Linked DNA regions of Mus musculus: region 1 is linked to region 2. Evidence: chromatin contacts called from public promoter capture Hi-C data. All regions are on one chromosome and are shown on one strand. The core of a region is the stretch at or near the end of the contact, and the rest is flanking DNA. Distances in the headings are between cores, read along the strand shown.

What was found. Promoter capture Hi-C pulls out the DNA fragments that hold promoters and counts their contacts.
Region 1: a promoter capture Hi-C map of hippocampal neurons shows a contact between it and region 2, with 2.1 times the contacts expected there. The contact joins the promoter of Krtap20-2 here to the promoter of Krtap13 in region 2. A contact is called at or near these places in 2 of 39 promoter capture datasets (the 3T3-L1 cell line and hippocampal neurons) and 1 of 9 other capture datasets (liver).

What each region holds. Positions count from the first base shown.
Region 1 is chr16:89,201,536-89,208,518 of GRCm38.p6, reverse strand. It overlaps Krtap20-2 (keratin associated protein 20-2), which reads right to left and starts at 2,658. Exons shown (of 1, transcript NM_001163615.1): 1 at 2,125-2,658. The coding sequence starts at 2,605. The coding sequence ends at 2,423.
Region 2 is chr16:88,748,210-88,755,343 of GRCm38.p6, reverse strand. Krtap13 (keratin associated protein 13) reads left to right here and starts at 3,716. Exons shown (of 1, transcript NM_010671.1): 1 at 3,716-4,600. The coding sequence starts at 3,746. The coding sequence ends at 4,339.

The DNA.
Region 1 (6,983 bases), core at 1,409-3,908, 450 kb before region 2:
ATTTTTGTCCTTAAGAAAGGACTTAAAGTTGGGTGGATATGAAGGAGGAGAGGACTTGGAGGGTACAATCAAACTAGTTAAATTTTGAAAATTGTTTTAAATAATAAAAGATAGAGATAAATCTTCAAAAAATAGAGACCAAAGAATGACTGTATTCGTAAAGTTTATAAATTATCTTGTCCTAAACCAAAATAAATAACCTTTAGAGAACAGAAGAAAAACTGAAGAAAGCATCAAATAATTGAACGACATCCCATGATCATGGGCTGTCAGAATTAATGATTTAAGTACTATATGTACTAAATTAATGTACAGATTCAATGTACTCTATCAGAGTCCAAATTATATTGTTAGTAGAATAAAACAACACAACACCAAGATCATGAGATCTAAAAGCGCTCAAACATTCAAAACAATGTCGAGGAGAATGATGCTGAAGGCATTGTAAATACCTGATCTCAAATTATTCTTCAGAACCATAGTTAACAACAATTAATGCCACTAGCATCAAAACAGACACATGATTCAGTGGAAAAGAAGAGGAAGACCAAGGGATAAATCCATAGCACCATGGTTTACTTAATTTTGACAAGGATATCAAATAAACGTGCAATGCAAAATGTCTCTTGAGCAAATAGTGGTATAGAAACACAATATGTATGTGTATAAGAAAGAAATTAGAATATGACCTCAAAAGGGACCTAAAATCTTAATTTTAATCCTAAAATTTTGAGAAATTTAGTGGAAAACAAAAGTAAAATTTTCAAGACGAATTTTCATGAAAGAGCTCCAATGGCATCAGCATAACATGATAACACAGGACAGTGTGAAAGCAAAGCAAAACAACGACAAAAAAGCCTCTTGCATAGCCAGTGCCAGAGTAATGAAAGCTGGGGGAAGTCTTTGGCATCTACTCATCAGATCAGTGATTAGTACATTTAATACACAAAATTTTATTAAGCCACACCCTTGAGACTAAGAATAGTGGTCAAAGGCAGAGAAATAACAAAGTTAATTAAGTAATGCCAAAATACAACTAAAGGGGATATACTTCCTTTTCACACAGCTAAGTACTGTGTCTTTGGGTTTAGCCAATATTTGTATTACAACATTGCTTCAGAAGGGATGACAGATGGCTTGATTATTAAAGGACATGCCACACACCCAAGAGAAAAAACTCCATAAATATAGATAACTTTTTATGTATCCAACTAAGGATGCTCTGTACAACAGAATAATTATCTGTACACAAGGAAAGAGAACATGTGCTTCAGACAAGGCGTTAATACACAAAATTGATGTGGGACACACACAGCTAAACAGCCAAAAAGCTAAAATGATGCTAAAATGAGCAGAGAATTAGAACAAATATTTGTCAAAAGACAAGATACAAATGGTCAAAAGATATGATAAGGTTCTATTATGCTAATATCCCAGAGATGCCAATCAAGAACAAGATGAGATTGCATCTCACAACTGTTAGACAATACTAGAATGAAGAAAGATTAATGATGCAGACTTTGTAGAGAAAAGGGCACCCTTTTGCATTGTTGGACAGAATGTGAGATGGTACAGCCATGACAGAAAATATCATAGCATTTATCACTCCCTGTAACACATATAATAAATATATATAAATTATGTATAAGTATATATACTGAAATATTATATATACTAACTATGTAATATATATTTATAACAAAACCATACATATTAATACACACACACATATATATGTATATATATATATATCTTCTACATGTATATATGTGTGCCTATGTGTATGAAATAGAGGCCATGCCACCGCATTTTAACTAAAGGAAATCCAATCCATCTTAAAGTACTACCAACACTATCAAGTCCACAGTCACATTGTTCACAATAGCAAAGATATGGAGCCAATGTGCATGAGTAGATGTGCTTTTCTTTCTCTCTCTCTCCTTTCATTCTCCTCCCTCCTTCCCCCTCCTTCCTTCTCTTCCCATTTCCCTCTTTTTACCCAGATCTAAGTCCATTTTTAACATATCCTTTTATCTCCCACACCCCTTTCCTCTGTGAATACACAATGGGACCAAACGCATACAAATGAAAAACATATGAAAGCTGATGAAATATGGAAATTTACTTTTTGGAAAGTTTATTTGATAATACTTATATTTCTATACCCAGGTTGAGAGTCATATTTGATCATGTTAAAAAAAAATGTTTCAAAGATGGTGCCAAACTATAAGTGCTCACATAATCCAGTTGAAGGTGAGGGCATAAGTAGAAGATGCTAAGTTTCATATTTTTAAAATCAGATATTACATTATAAAGTTAGAATATTTGAAATTATTTAAGAGTTCTTGATGTGAAGAAGCTTATAAGCACTTCATTAAGACAGCAGTTTATAGGCAACATTCTGGGCAGCTGCTGAAGCTCTTCAGTAGAAGCCACAGGACCAGTATCTTCTATAGCAGAGTGGGCGGCAGCAGCCATAACCATAGCCACCATAGCCACAGCCATAGCCACAGCCATAGCCACAGCCATAGCCACAGCCATAGCCATAGCCTAGGCCACCATAGCCACAGCCCAGGCCTCCATAGTAGCTGCCATAGTAACACATGGTGTCAGGAGTGGAGAGTTCAGCTGAGGAATAGGAGTGTGTTTCTTTAGTTTGGATGTCACAATCTACCAAGGGCCTTTTATATGCCAGGGTTATTGTTGTGGAAACCACAGGCGTTGCAGCACCACATAGCTCACTGCTATGCTTCATAAAACACCCTAAGTGTTGTCATGTACTGGACACACAAGGCTGCATAACTGAGATAATTGTGCTCCTACATGATTCCACAGTCAAATCAGGGAATCTGATTTATTTTTCAACTCTTCATACCATTCCTTATAGTAGATTAGTGAATACATGACATGATTCTGTCACATGATACAAGTCATTACACTTTTCTCCATTATACATAGATATGCATATATTAATTTCCATTGACCTAGAGAAGGAAGAAGATTGATATTTTTCTCTCTTTTGTTTTGTTATTTTTGGAATGAATTTTGTATTGAGGAATAAGTTTTTTGAGTCTTTCTCGTGAACAATTGGTTAAGTTGTTTGTTATTTTGGTGGGCATTTGGCATCTTATATTAGTATATTTGGTGTTTTTCTTAAGCCTTTTTTGATTATAAATTGCTTTAAAATCAGCAGAACATACTTCTTTTAAAATCATGGTCATACAAGCTTTATATATAATCATATATAAAATTTAAAGAAAAAGGGCAATACATAAAGTTGAATCTACAAAAATACTATAACATTACATGAGATATTGTAAGAATGTATATTTGAAGATTCAAGTCTAACATCCACAAAATATGTGGCATTTTGCTTTTAGGTCTCATTTAGCTCATTGTTGTGGCTCCATTCTTTCTGTTACAATTTTCATAATTTCATTTATCCTAACAGAGGAATAATGTTTCATTCCATAAATCTAGCATAGTTTTATTACATGTTTATCTATAGATAGACCTTGAGACAGTCTGCTTTCTGGGTATATTGAATAGATCAGCAATGGTCACTGATAAGCAGGTTTAGTAAGATATAGAGACCTTTGTATATATTGCCAATCTTGGTAAACCTGGATCATGCAGTAGATCCACTTCTAGGATCTTTTTTTTTTTTTTTTTTTTGAGGAATGTTCACACAGAGTTTTATAGTAGCTGTACAAATTTGAGCTTCTAACAACTGCAAATACATGTTTCCCTTTCTCTAAATCCACACCAGCATTTATAGTCCTTTATGCTTTTCTTTTTTTTTTAATTGTTTTATTTATTTACATTCCAAATGTTGTGCTTTTCATTTTAGCCATTCTGACTGAGATAATGAGAAATTGCAAAATAGTTTTGGGTGTTTGATGGTGATCTTTATGGGAATAATGGTGTTCTTCACTGTACAGAAATTTTTAGTTTTATGAGGTCATGTTTATATGTTGATGGATTATGTCTTGAGTTACTGCTGTTCTTTACCTGAAATTCTTTTCTGAGCCACTGAGGTCATGGGCTATTCTTTGTCAGATTCCATTTTCAGTGTCTCATCCCTATTTTAATGTTAGCTCGATGAAGTTTAAATTACTATATCTCTTTAGAGGTCAAGATATCAATGAGTTAATGTAGATGTGCATGTGGTAAGTGCTCTCCATGGAGTTGAGGTAAAATGCAGTGATAACAATGGGGGAAAAGTTATAATAGAACAAGAGGGTTAAGTAGGCTGGATGAGGAAAAGCAAGAAAGTCATCATAAATAACACCAAAGACCTTATAAGAAAGTTGATGGAAATATGCTTGTCACTGTAGAAGCTTGCATTCCAAATATATTTAAAATGGAGTAACACTATAATGGGGGCTACAACACCCACCCTAGACTCAGCAGGATAACAAGTAAAAATGCCAGTATCAGACATATGCTATCTCTTTAGGAATTCTTGACCAGTGTAGCCCCATATGCCTCTAAAAATGGCAGGCTACAGCCAATGTTATTTGTTTATCCTTGAGAATCTGACCACAAGACCTTGTGGATGAACACATAGTTGAGTCACAGAACATGGAGAACTCAAGCTTTCCCTGACCTTGAATCTTCACACCACTGTGCAGCCTTTTCCCCTTTTTTATTAGATATTTTCTTCATTTACATTGCAAATGCTATCCCGAAAGTCCCCTATACACCCCCCCCCCCGCCCTGCATCCCAACCCACCTACTCCTGCTGCCTGGCCCTGGCATTCCCCTGTACTGAGGTATATAATCTTCACAAGACCAGGGCATCTCCTCCAATTGATGGCCAATTAGGCCATCCTCTGCTATGTATGCAACTAGATACATAGTTCTGGGGGGTACTGGATAGTTCATATTGTTGATCCTCTTATAGGGTTGCAAACCCCTTTAGCTCCCTGGGTACTTTCTCTAGCTTCTTCATTAGGGGCCCTGTGTTCCATCCAATATATGACTGTGAGCATCCACTTCTGTATTTGCCAGGCACTGGCATAACCTCACAAGTGTTAGCTATATTAGGGTCCTGTCAGCAAAATCTTGCTGGCATATGCAATACTGTCTGGGTTTGGTTGTTGTATATAGGATGGGCCCCTGCCTGGGGCAGTCTCTGGATGGCCCTTTCTTCCATCTCAGCTCCAAACTTTGCCTCCAAACTCCTTCCATGGGTATTTTGTTCCCCATTCTAAGAAGGGACAAAGTATCCACTCTCTGGTCTTCCTTCTTCTTGGGTTTCATGTGTTTTGCAAATTGTATCTTGGGTATTCTAAGTTAATGGGCAATGAGTACATATCATGTGTGTTCTTTGTGATTGGGTTACCTAACTCAGGATGATAACCTCCAGGTCCACCCATTTGCCTAAGAATTTCATACATTCATTGCTTTTAATAGCTGAATAGTACTCCATTGTGTAAATGTACCGCATTCTCTGTATCTATTCCTCTGTTGAGGGACATCTGGGTTCTTTCCAGCTTCTGGCTATTATAAATAAGGCTGCTATGAACATAGTAGAGCACATGTCCTTATTAAAAGTGGGGAAATCTTATGGGTATATGCCCAGGAGAGGTATTTATGGATATCACCATAGTACTATGCACAATTTTCTGAGGAACTAATAGACTGACTTCCAGAGTGGTTGTACAAGCTTGCAATCCCACCAACAATGGAGTTGTTACTGTCCCTCTTTCTACAAATCCTCACCAGCATCTGCTGTAACCTGATTTTTTGATCTTTGCCATTATGACTGGTGTGAGGTAGAATCTCAGAGTTGTTTTGATTTGCATTTACCTGATGATTAAGGATGTTGAACATTTTTTTCAGGTGCTTCTCATCCCTTCAGTATTCCTTAGTTAAGAATTCTTTGCTTAGCTCTGTACCCCATTTTTAATAGGGTTATTTGATTTTCTGGAGTCTATCTTCTTGAGTTCTTTATATACATTGCATATTAGTCCCCTATCTGATTTAGGATTATAAAGATCATTTCCCACTCTGTTGGTGTCCTTTTTGTCTTATTGACAGTGTCTTTTGCCTTAAAGAAGCTTTGCAATTTTATGAGGTCCCATTTGTCAATTCTTGATCTTACAGCACAAGCCATTGAGGTTCTGTTCAGGAATTTTTCCCTTGTGACCATGTCTTCGAGGCTTTTCCCCACTTTCTCTTGTATAAGTTTCAGTGTCTCTAGTTTTCTGTGAAGTTCCTTGATCCACTTAGACTTGAGCTTTGTACAAAGGATGAAGAATGGATCAATTTGCATTCTTCTACAAAATAACTACCAGTTGTGCCAGCACCATTTGTTGAAAATGTTGTCTTTTTTCCACTGGATGGTTTTAGCTCCCTTGTCAAAGATCAAGTGACCATAGGTGTGTGAGTTCATTTCTTTTTTTTTAATTTAATTTTATTTTTATTAGTTATTTTCCTCGTTTACATTTTCAATGCTATCCCAAAAGTCTGCCATACCCACTCCCCAATCCACTGCCCACCCACTCCCCCGTTTTGGCCCTGGGGTTCCCCTGTACTGGGGCATATACAGTTTGCAAGTCCAATGGGCCTCTCTTTGCAGTGATGGCCAACTAGGGCATCTTTTGATACATATGCAGCTAGAGTTAAGAGCTCCGGGGTACTGGTTAGTTTATAATGTTGTTCCACCTATAGGGTTGCAGTTCCCTTTAGCTCCTTGGGTAATTTCTCGAGCTCCTCCATTGGGGGCCGTGTGACCCATCCAATAGCTGACTGTGATCATCCACTTCTGTGTTTGGTAGGCCCCGGCATAGTCTCACAAGAGACAGCTATATCTGGGTCCTTTCAGCAAAATCTTGCTAGTGTATGCAATGGTGTCAGCGTTTAGGAGCTGATTATGGGATGGATCCCTGCATACGGCAATCACTAGATGGTCCATCCTTTCGTCACAGCTCCAAATTTTGTCTCTGTAACTCCTTCAATGGGTGTTTAGTTCCCAT
Region 2 (7,134 bases), core at 2,467-4,966:
CTCTGAAAGAATAACAAGTGCTAATAACTGCTAAACTCTCTAGCCATCCCCAAAGATTTATTAATATATTTAAAAGACAACAAGCAGTGTATCTTTGATTCTTGCCCGAGCTAGTATCTCTCCGGCAAGAATTTACTCGGACAACCAGATCCTTCTACGGCAAAGCTTTTATTGCTTCAACATAAAGAAGACCCCGAACCCAGAAAATGGTGCTGCTTATATAGCCCGCAGCGTGACGTTTCAGCACCTGATGTGGCATGACAGCACCTGATTAGTTGCTCGCCCATCACCCCATTACTACGCCCCGAGATTGGCAGTGACTGGGCGTGAATTTACTCTTGCACTTGCGCATAAGGCTTGTTTACTAGTTAGGCGCAGTGGAAGCCAGCGCCATCTTATAATGGCGATTGCTCACGGCACGGCTCTCCACATTTGATCTCATGTAAATGTCCTAAAAAAAATCTTCTTGAGAAAAATACTAACAATGTTACTAAAGGAAGAACTGTGTTTCAGAACCGCATGCAGGAGCCTTGCTGTCATGAGTATATTTTTGATGATGTGGAGTCAAATGTTCTTTGAATGACAGAGTACTAATCTAGCTGGGTGTGATGATATTAGCCCAGAAGCTCAGAATATCCAACATACAATTCACAAACCACATGAAGCTCAAGTAGAAGCAAGACCAAAGTGTGGATACTTTGATCCTTCTTAGAAGGGGGAACAAAATACCCATGGGAGGAGATGCAGAAACAAGTGTGGAGCAGAGACTGAAAAAAAAAAGGCCATCCAGAGACTGCCCCACCTGGGGATCCATCTCATATTCAGTTACCAAACCCAGACACTATTGTGGATGCCAACAAGTGCTTGCTGACAGGAGCCTGATATAGCTGTCTCCTGAGAGGCCATGCCAGTTCTTGACAAATACAGAGGTGTATTTGTCTCTCAGGCAACCTCTGAGCACAGGCTCCCCAATGGAGGAGCTTAGAGAAAGGGCAAAAGGAGCTGAAGGGGTTTGCAGTCCCACAGGAGGAACAACAATATGAAATAATCAGTACCCCAAGAGCTCCCAGGGACTAAATCACCAACCAAAGAGTCCACATGGAGGGACCCATGACTCCAGCCATATATGTAGCAGAAGATGGCCTTGTCAGACATCAATGTAAGGAGAGACCCTTGGTCCTCTGAAGGCATAATGCCCTAGTGTAAAGGAACTTTAGGACTGGGAGCAGGAGTAGGTGGGTTGCTGAGCAGGTAGTAGGGGGATGAGATAAGGGGTTTTCGGATGGGAAACCAGGAAAGGGGATAATATTTGAAATGTAAATAAAGAAAATATCTAATTAAAAAGAACCATTAAAATAGAATTTCAATATAGATGATATTGATTTTTATTTATGGAAATTTTATTCTAAATCATTTTTAAAAGCAACATGCTGGGCTTGTGAGTGACAGATCCATTGAGATTATAAGGAGAAGCCATGACCTTCTGTATGAATGAGGTTCTTTCAGAAATAACTCAAATATCAAAAGACATCATTTTATCACCTATTGATGAGAATCTGCAATCAAATATCAAAAGCTTTGCATTAGTAGCATCCCAAGTCTGACATTCTATTTGAATTATTCAGGTTTTTCCATTTTGATGGATAATTAGATGAAAATAATCATATACAGCTATACAGATGAAATAGTACAATCGCACATGAATTTATTTCAAAGGTAGGTCTTTTTGAAAAACATTAAAAATTATCTCAATTTATGTGGACAAGATTATAACACTATAGAGACAAAAAAATGGGTTCGAGTATTCATAACAACTAGATTACAGAAGGGTCCATGAACAGAATGCAAAGTACCGGAAGAAGAAATCACTGAATCCATTCTTACATTATAGAATTACGGTTTGTTTTGAATACCTATTTGTTTTCAAGATAACGTAAAGAGTTATTTATGAAGCAATAACAGGAAAAGAAATGGGAAAAATATTTCCCACATTTTCTTATTGATAAGCTCTTAACATAACGCACAAAATAACACAATATGAATTTTATTCTTAAAGAACTGAAACCAAAAAGGGGGGAAGTATTTTGTATTTTCACATCATCCCTCTTTAAGTTTTATTGTCTCAATTATAGTATTTTCTCTACTACTATATACGCAAGATTTATCAGTATTAAAATGCCTTAGATTTTATTAGAAAAATGAGAATTTTTTTCATAGACTGTAGCAGTAAATTCCTGTTGTATCTGAATATCATTTGTATGTATTTTAAAACAGAATAATTTATCAGTGAATGTAGAAAAGGTGATTATATACTAAGAAATTGATAAGTATACCTAGCATATTTTCAGCTTTAAATCTATAGTTTGATAGGAAAAAAATAGTAAATTAATTTTTCAAAAAAGCAAAGAAGAAAATAAAAGACAAAGTGAAATTTAAAGGCAGAAGAAACAAAATGATAAGTCTAGGTAAGAGGGAGGAAAAAGGGATGGAAGGAGAGAAAATGAGAGAAGAAAAGCAGGGAAAGGAGGAGGAATAGAAAGAGTAGGAACAGGAGGAGGAGGAGGAGGAGGAGGAGGAGGAGGTGGTGGTGGTGGTAGTGGTTTACACATTTATGTACCTTAGAATAGAAAAAAAAAAGAAACTAGGGAAGGATGAGAAATCATACTTAGGCAATAAAGTGTAGTTGGGTACCAGGACATATGACTGACAAAAAGTTACTATATTCAACAGCATGAGAAGTTAGGGGCATACTGAAATGGTTAGAAAATGTCAAAGATTATAAGTGCAGAGGATGGAAGGATAATAAGAAAAATTTTAGCATTGTTAATTTATAAAGATTGATTATTCAGGCATTGAAATAAGACAAGAAACTGTAAAAGAACAGCAGAAAAGCCTGACACCTTCAGTCTGAGCATTGAGGAAGATCGGGCAGAGCGATCACTCATTCCAACACAGCCTGGACAGCACCGCAAGATTATGTTTTAAAAAATACAAACCCAACAACAAGGAAACCCTCACTGTTCCTTCACTTCTATTCTTATACTTATTTTCTCCCTGCACTCAAATGGAACTGTTTCCATTGAGATCCTTTTCAATGACTAACGTCAGTCTTTTGCTGCCTCTCTTAGTCCATTGGTTTTATCTTTCTTGAATCTATTTCTATTTGATGTGATAAACAATGTATAAGTGTAGCCCATGCTATAATTGTATTCAGTGACCACTATGTGGAATTGCAATAAGGGGATTTGGCAATATGGCAGTGGAGGTTGACAAGACGGACCATTCTTATGAATAGTTCTATCCATATAGAAACAGATCTAGCAACCAGATAATCAACAATATCTCCTTCTCTAGTTTTAGAAAAGAACCCTTCCCCAGCAGAGGCAGAAATGTACAATCAAGCACAGGCAAGTAGTATATTCTACAGGAGTGGAAAGGGCTTCCATAGCTAGGAGGGGGAAGGTGTTAATATAAAATAGTCATAGCATTTTGTAGATAGGAGTAGCTCTTTGGCCTTTGTTACAACACCCATAAATGTACTGTGCAGAAAACTATTCAAATGCAGCTACAATTACAGAGATTGCTGAGTTACACATTTGTAAACCAGGAAGCACACAAATGCATCAAGTATGAGACTGTTGGGTACCACACCTGCCTCTGAGAGTATATAAACCCGGCTCTCCACTGGGTGACATTCAAACTCACAAACTCGCTGTTAACATCCAACCCTCAGCCTCCTCTCAACATGGTCTACAGCTGCTGCTCTGGAAACTTCTCCTCCCGCTCCCTTAGGAGCTGCCTGCCCTCCTCAGGATCCTGCCGTGGCTCTTCCTACCCCAGCAACCTGGTCTACACCACTACCAGCTGCTCTCCCAGCACCTGCCAGCTGAGCTCCTCTGTGCGCAGTGGCTGCCAGGAGAGCTGCATTGAGCCCATCCGCTGCCAGGAGAGCTGCATTGAGCCCATCCGCTGCCAGGAGACCTGCATTGAGCCCATCCGCTGTCAGGAGACCTGCATTGAGCCCATTAGCTGCCAGAGGTCCTGTGTGGTGCCCAGCCCCTGCCCGAAGCCCTGCTACTACCCCAGCAGCTCCACACCCTGCCAGGGGACATATGCTGGCTCTCTGGGCTTTGGGTCCAGAAGCTGCAGTTCCCTGGGCTATGGCTCTAGAAGCTGCTACCCAGTGGGCTGTGGATCCAGTGGCTTCAGATCTCTGAATTACGGAGTCTTTAGCTTTCCTACCAGATATCACAGATCTGTTGTCTGTACTCCACTTTCATTCCCTTCTAGGGATTTCTATTCTTGTTATCAGCCACTCTACACATCTCGCTTCTGTTGAGTAATCTGTTGAGTCTCCAGTGCCAATACTGAATGCAGATTCTGTAGTAAAATTGTCTTTTCATTTTATCCTCGAGAAATCTTGAAATTTTCATTATCTGCTACTTTTTCCTTTCTAGCCCTCATATTTGAAATTCTGTCAAACTGTACAACTCATGAAAAATTTAACCACAATGTTGATAAAATTGATAATTTTTTCACTTCTCCCAAACTTACAAACTCAAGTAATTTTTTCTCAATAAACTCTTGTTTCTGTTGCAAACCTATGTGTTTAATGTTATTATTTACAAATAATGGATTGTATTTTGAATATAATAATAATCCCCTAGGGGCTTCTCTGTTCATTATATGGTCTCAAGATGAGGGTATGATTTTGGAAGACTGTGGAACCTTTACAGGGTGGGATCTAACAGGAAGAAGTGTGTATCTTCGTGGACAAGATTTTGGGTTTTATTGCTTATCCTGCTTGATCTGTGTATTTGCCTGGACCATCAAGATGTGAGCATTAGCCTCACATGGCTGCTGCTGTGACAAAGCTGCTTCTGCCTCAATGCCTTCTGAACTATGGTGAAATTGATCCTCAAATCGTGAGCCAAAATAATTCTCTCCTTCATTGTGTGTGTGTGTGCGTGTGCGTGTGCTTGTGTGTGCGTGTGCGCGTGCGTGTGTGTGCGCGTGTGCGTGCGCGTGTGTGCGTGCGTGCGTGCGTGCGTGTGTGTGTGTGTTGTCAGCTATTTGGTTTATGCAATGCCTTAATTAGCATTGATCCTGATTACTACTCAGCATGAGCTTCAGAGGGCTAAGAGGGTCACACTGATTTTATTTGGTTTCCAGGTATTCTTTTCTTCTTAGTGCAGATATTCCTGACCACTTCAAGTCTGTGCATGAAGTTTCTTGGTAACTAAAGACAAGAAGAACTGATGACTCTTGTTAAAAATTGTGACTACTCTATGCATTTCAAAGGATAGAATGTGTCAGAAACTGGAAGAATATAAGAAAAAATGGGTTTACATCATCAGGTCATGGTAAGACATAAGGGATTTTAACAGAGAAGAGTAATCTCTCTCTCTCTCTCTCTCTCTCTCTCTCCCTCCCTCCCTCCCTCCCCTCCTTCTCTCCCACCCTCTCCCTCTCCCTCTCCCTCTCTCTCTCCCCCCTCTCCCCCCCTCTGTGTGTGTGTGTATGTGTGTGTTAATTCTTGGTTGGTGATGTTACCCTACAGGAGTGTTACTTTTTAATAATTGTTTAGTCCCCATAGGTCAATTAATATTTCGAGTGTGTTAAAATTATTTTCATTTGTGTAAGTAGGAAGACAACAAACTTAAGAATAGCTACATTCAGCATAAGGTAGCTATTCTTAACTATAAATTGAAGAAATAGTTAATAAAATCACAACAAATATAGAACAAAATAACTGATTTGATAACATAAGGAATCAGTGTTCATATCAAGTAATAATAGCATGTTTTACCCATTCTTGTTTTATGGGATAGTGAACAATTCTCTGAAATTAGGAGTGGAGCACTGAGTATTGGACACCTGTCAAAATTCTGGTCTTATGTGCATTCCCCTTCCTGACATCAAGCATACTTCCTCCTCCCCCAGGGCAGTAACTGAGTGTCAACTATGAAAGCAGTGGCAGACAGCATTCGTTGTCTTGCATGCACTTATGAGGAGGTAGCAACAGATACAGAAGAACTGGATGTATTTTCAAAGGTTACAACTTGGTTATTGTAGTGCTATGTTTGCAACCAGACTCTCTGTTACTCTGTGTATTCTCAACACCAGAGAGAACTTCCTGGGCAGACATTTTTTCCCTTCCTTCATCACTGTTTCTTAGCAAATAATTATGATGCTTTAATAGTTATTGGGAAAAAAAGTAAAAATAAAGTGAAATTTGGAGCAAATATCACCTAGCAATATCATAAAAGTTGCCATGGAAAATAGTGAAGTCAGTCTTTTGCATAATCTTTTTTAGGTTTTCAGGATCTCTGTCATCATATGTTCATAATCATTACCCAAGATAAATTGCCAAGTTTCCTCTCTCAAAGCACCGGCAGCAGCTAGGATTGGAAAGACTCTCTTTAGTTTCCTGACCAGGCAGAGGTTAATCTGTTAACTGTCCCCAGATTTCAGACTCAGGGATGGCTTTCTGCATTTCAAAAGGATAGAACATGGGGGTCCATAATATACAGTCTTTGAATTATAATTACTCTATTAGGAAGATTTAAAAGGGATATGTATTCAGTAAAAATTTCACTCTGCATTGTAAAAATGCTATCAGAATATATTCACTGTACAAAATGAGAGTTTTTATTATGAGATATTCAAACATGCACATTGAATTTAAAATCTTGCTCTCCTCATGGGCAAGTGATATATGGTACAATACTCCCTTCGCACTGGTATGCAGCACTGAACTTCAGCAGTGAGCTAGCCGAGTTGTTTTACGGAGGTTCACAATTTAGGTGGGATGGGAGTGCTGCATGTAGTCTTGCCCTGTGGTATGTTTGTTTGCTTGTTTGTTTATGTTAAGTGTACATTGAGTGCATAATTCAGGACACAATACACTGCTATAGTGTTTTATAACTACGGCCACAAGTTAGACCAAACTCAGTGCCACCAGCAATGTAATTATCCTTCAATTCTGTAGAGCTAAACTTTCCAGCATACAGTTCCAATTCTCTCTCTATTCCAGCAATTAAATACATGACACCAAATTGTGGTCTGCTAATTTGTAAGTTGATTCCACCTTCTGCAATTAACAGGAGGCCAGCCAGCAGTTTTCAGGATTAC